Regions from separate parts of the Bombyx mori genome. Here region 2 is linked to region 1. A link is a contact called in public Hi-C data. All regions are on one chromosome and are shown on one strand. The core of a region is the stretch at or near the end of the contact, and the rest is flanking DNA. Distances in the headings are between cores, read along the strand shown.

Region 1 (2,700 bases), core at 125-2,624:
ACAAGCCTAAAAGTCCCGACACACTCAGTGCCAAAGACATCAAAGCCTGCCTTCTTACCTGCTTGCCATTGTCCACTGTTTCGGCATGAGCAAAACCGCTGCCGCTCAGGCATTCAATGCCATTATAAATATAAGTTATAAGTTGCACTTTATTTGGTATTTCACTTTAGTGCTTTAATCTCACGTTATCGTTCGTTACCGCCAAATCTGTAAAATACTCAACACAACACAACATTCGAAATTAATGCAATTAATAAATTTGAGAAATAAACACACACATACATATTTATGTGTGTGTGTGTGTGTCTGTATTTCTTAATACTTTATCATATATTATTCTGTATTCTTTTTTCAATCGGTAAATACAGCGCGGTTAATTTATTTCCTATGATATTTTTTTGTATACCTGATGGAAGTTATCGCTATTAGCGATAAGATCGTCCATTGCACTTTTGTATTTAAAGTTTTACGAAAGCAAAATAATTTTTTTTATTTTATTTAGGTGTACAATAACAACTACTCTATTCTACTCTACATTTTGAGTACTAATAATAGGGCTCCCTAATACGTTTTACTGATGTAAAATCTAAAGTTAAATTTACATAACTGATCATCGTCACAAGTGATAACTTTGAGTAAACGGTTCGCGAACGTTTCTAAAGGTAAATATTTAATAATTTGTACAGTGAGAGCGTAATGCCTTAAGCGGCGCACCGTGTCCACGGTCTTACTATTGTAGAGTTAGAGAATAATATCAAAACGTTTACACACTAAAATTACATGGAACGTTTGTTCTCAAAGGAAAGTACGGTTTTGAAATCGTGAAACGGACTTGAAGAAAGGAAATATATTTTTCCTTTCTATGTCGATTCGTAACTGGGGTTCAACCGTTGGATTTATTAGTCACCTTTTGGATAAGTCGATTTGTACGATCTAAGGCAAGTTTATGGTACGGTCTACGTGTGCATATGTCTTCTAGGTCTTCTGTTCTATTGACAGTCAGCATTACATTACCGCTTAGTAAACTAGACTAGGCTTAGTCTGACTAGAGTATTACGAGGTCCAGGTTCGATACCTTTTTTTGGCCTGTGGAACGAACCTCCTAGGTTGACCTCTGAACGATCCGCAGATGTTGGTGCTAAGGATGGTATTTAGGGATCTACCCAATAAATAATTCATCTGCATTCGTCCCAGCGTTCGATCCCCCCGAGATCAAAACCCGAGCGGGCTGAGGGAGTTACCGCGGTTAACACTGCAACTAGATACGCGTCTCACTCCGAGAACGCTCGACTGACGGAATCTTCCAGGCGAAACGTAGGCTTTAGACCGTCTGACCTTCTAGGTACGGCAACCCCTTAGGTCGTGCAGGTGATGCCGCTGGATACTCTACATGATCAGAATCAGCTTGCCGGGGCGATACGCGATACACAGCCAACCGGTCGCTCTTACAATGTTACTCCTTAGCGGCGCGCTGGAGTCATGTTCGATTCCTGGGTCATCATATTCTTTGAGACATTTATGATCACTTCTGGTTCTTGTTTTTTTTTTTTTTTTTTTATTGCTTAGATAGTTGGACGAGCTCACAGCCCACCTGGTGTTAAGTGGTTACTGGAGCCCATAGACATCTACAACGTAAATGCGCCACCCACCTTGAGATATAAGTTCTAAGGTCTCAGTATAGTTAAAACGGCTACTCCACCCTTCGAACCGAAACGCATTACTGCTTCACGGCGGAAATAGGCGGGGTGGTGGTACCTACCCGTGCGGACTCCCAAGAGGTCCTACCACCAGTAATCTTGTCTTATTAGTGTTTTCGGATTTCTCATAGTGAGAAGTAACGATAGTCCATGGAAGATTTTTCCTGCTTGCGTAGGCAGAATTAGTTAGTGGCAGTAGTTAGTAGATCTTAACGCAGTCGGCGGTGGATTTGGTTCGACTGACTGACCTTCAGCTAGAATCCGCCGTCATACAGCTCTGCTGTATTTAGGTGTGTGAGTGGGCGAGATCATCATCATCATCAGCCTGCGGCAGTCCACTGCTGGACATAGGCCTCCCCCAAAGCTCGCCACTGAACTCGATTTTCGGTTCTACGCATCCAGTTACTGCCAGCTGCCTTGCGCAGTGGGCGAGATGGTATTGTTATATTCCATCCTTTCCCTTTTCCTTACTAGAAACAAACACAAAAAAGGATCCGAACCCGGACGTATCTGACTCCCCGGGAGATGTCCCGTCAAACAGTGAAATATACCCACTTAATGTACGGACATTCACAATTTCACTCTATATGGACGGCCATATAGAGTGAAATTAACCACAATATGCTCCTAATTTTAAAATAAGTAAATACTCCTACAACGCGTTTCCTATAACGCGGAACTAACCTATCGTGTTATAGAGAGATGGCTGTACTTATTAAAATTCACAACACGAAAGTTTTGCATGGGTCAATGATATATCACTGAGCATTTGAATATTGAAGTGCAAAGACCTTACTGGTGGTAGGACCTCTTGAGGTAGGTACCACCACCCTTGCCGATTTCTGCCGTAAAGCAGTAATGCGTTTCGGTTTGAAGGGCGTGGCAGCCGTGCGTGGTAACTATACTTGAGACCTTAATGGGTGGCGTATTTACGTTGTAGATGTCTATGGGCTCCAGTGGGTCGCGCCATTAGATTGTCTAGGAAAAAACAAAGGGAAACAAA
Region 2 (2,700 bases), core at 29-2,528, 35 kb before region 1:
GTGTTAAGTAGTTATAGGAGCCCATAGACATCTACAACGTAAATGCCGCCACCTACCTTGAGATATGAGTTCTAAGGTCTCAGTATAGTTACAACGGCTGCCCCGGCCTTCAAACCGAAACGCATTTCTGATTCACGGCAGAAATAGACAGGGTGGTGGTACCTACCCGTGGGGACTCACAAGAGGTCATACCACCAGTAATTACGCAAATTATAATTTTGCGGGTTCATTTTTATTACATTTTTGAGATGAGCCTAGGAAGCTTAGTCATCTGTAATTCTGTCCCAGGGCGGATGTCGAGAACACGTGTAAACTCGTTGCGTTTCAGTGTCGCGAGCGAGCGAGCCGCGCCCCCCGAGCGGCCGCCCCTACATCCCCGCCGAGCCGCGCGAGCTGCGTCTGGGGCACGCCGTCAAGTTCATCACCCCGCAGGGACGGGTCGCCGTCGGACGCGTCCGGTGAGTACCTCCCCTCGCACCTCCCCCTCCCATCTCCCCCAGGCAACACACGAAGGAATAGTATTGTGCAATAAAACGTGGAGTAAAGGCGGACAACAACAGGTCGAGGTCACGCACGCACGAACCTTCTCAGCAGTACAAACAAACAAACGGCTTATAACCCTAATAGACCGTAGAAACGATAAATTATAATACTGTTATGCCGGTAAGAGTAACTCCATCTATCGCCGAATAGTCAAACGAGCACCAGCACCTAGAACGCTCGAGAGGTACAACGCCATCTATTTTCAGATATCGGAAACAAGACTAGAGATGTGTGGAATATTGTCGATAATTCTAGGGATGAGGTATCGACTATAAAAGCGTTGCAGGGATGGTACGCAGTCAGTAAGTAATCGGAACTACTCGAAGCGAAACAGCGAACGGATCACCTCAAGCGAATTGAGAGTTTTAAAGTGTTTGTGAAGTGTTTAAGTGTTCTAAGTGTTGAATACAGTTTTAAGTTGTACTTTAGTGACATTTTATTTATCCCGAACCCCAGCGCGTAACAGTATAAATAAGGACAAGAGGATGATGATGAGCACATATTATTTGCGGGTAGACTGGAGCTGAGTGACCATAGTCACGTTATGATCGACTGTTGGGAACGGATTTTTGTTATATTCAGTGTTCGTGTACAGGTACGTGGGTATAGCGGGCGGCGCGTCCTCCGTGACGGTGGGGGCGGAGCTCCAGTGCGCGGGGCCTCCGCACAACGACGGCACGGTGCGGGACCGCCGCTACTTCCTGGCGGCGCCGCGACACACCGCCGTCTTCGTGCCCTTCTCGAAGGTCGTCATGGCCTGGGCCAACTAGGTAACGCGCACCGGCCCAGTGCTGGGATACGATATGAACGTTTGCCCAATCGCGCTATTCGCTTTCTAGTTAACATTTTAGTGCAATGGTAGGCAGCGGCTTGGCTCTGCCCCTGGCATTGCTGACGTCCATGAGCGACGGTGACCACTTACCATCAGGTGGGCCGTATGCTCGTCTGCGTACAAAGGCAATAAAAAAAAATCCGATTAGTTTATAGAATTCTATAATGGCAACACCAGCGTGGGAGAGTATTATGTACAGCCTCCAAAGCGTCAGCACCATATTTGAGGTCGTCAGCGCATAAGTGGCCTAGACCGCAATTTTCATATTCATGCTTATACTATACTGCAATTTATTTAAAACATAAATAAATTTTGATGCAAAACCGGCATACGCATAGTTTCACACATAAATAACAGATGGATTTGTAAATATTGTTTTTGCCTACAAAGTAGTGTAAAAGTAAATTTAAACCTCATTATCTCCATGCGAACTTCTGCGCTAACGGCCTCGTTTTTTATATCCCATTTAAGCACACGACATAAACTTCCTTTTTCGCTTCTAAAAATGAGGCTTGTATAGTCCAGCGTCGCCGTAGATATGTGGTGCTCAAAGATTAAGTCCTCTTCTTATTATTTTCAGAACTACTCGAGGCATCATCACAAGTTATACAAAAACATTCATGGTTTGATTAATGCATCTCTACGAAGCTTGAACTATGATGTTAAATTCAACTAGACGTCGCAGTGAATGAGGTACTCACTTTTGATAAACTTGGATCTAAAGGAGGAGAAACGTTTACGAATGTTAATATGTGTTCTTTTTTGTTTTAACGAAAATGCAGTATTACTGGTAGTGACTAATATATTTTAAAGAAAAACGATCAGATTGTCAGTTTTTGTTGTCAAGGAATAAATCAGCGCCGAATTGCCTTTGCCAGACAAAAAACCACAATTATCTTATAGAGCATCTTCTTTTTTTAGTCTAACACTTTTCTCATTGATTGTACTCGGCTTGTGATATTTTGAGACGCTTAGCTGTAGTACGCGAAGGTACCTAAGTGGATATAAGTCAGGGGTTCCCAAACTTATTTTGTCTTCTGCCCACTTTGTACACAAAAAATATTTTTTAGCGCCCCCTTTTTTTAATCTACTTAAAAACTACTATAGCTCATTCGGTGTGTAAGAGTCCTCCTAGATGAAGTCACAAATCACCTCCAAAGCCTCTACACAACGCCCCTTTTTTTTTCTGGGTGTCTTACCGCCCTCCTTTACGCCTGCAGCGTCCACAAAGGGGCGTTATCGCCCACTTTGGGAAAGGCTGAGGCTGATATAAATGAAAATGTTCGTAAACATTGCTTTCTGTTGTTTATGAATCGTTGTTACTC

What was found. Hi-C and Micro-C count contacts between places; a contact is called where the count stands out from the background.
Region 2: a contact with region 1 is called in a Hi-C map of whole pupa, with 1.6 times the contacts expected there. The contact joins two enhancer-like sites. A contact is called at or near these places in 2 of 7 Hi-C or Micro-C datasets (both in whole pupa).

What each region holds. Positions count from the first base shown.
Region 1 is chr3:3,205,450-3,208,149 of ASM3026992v2, reverse strand. No RefSeq gene overlaps it. Among protein-coding and RNA genes, the nearest start is that of LOC101737397, 18 kb to the left of the region's middle. Within about 2 kb of position 1,374, at least 3 of the 8 cell types and tissues checked have open chromatin away from gene starts, as enhancers often do.
Region 2 is chr3:3,240,814-3,243,513 of ASM3026992v2, reverse strand. LOC101741433 reads left to right here. Exons shown (of 12, transcript XM_004926267.5): 10 at 329-458; 11 at 1,139-1,313; 12 at 1,956-2,700. The coding sequence ends at 1,313. Among protein-coding and RNA genes, the nearest start is that of LOC101741433, 9.2 kb to the left of the region's middle. Within about 2 kb of position 1,278, at least 3 of the 8 cell types and tissues checked have open chromatin away from gene starts, as enhancers often do.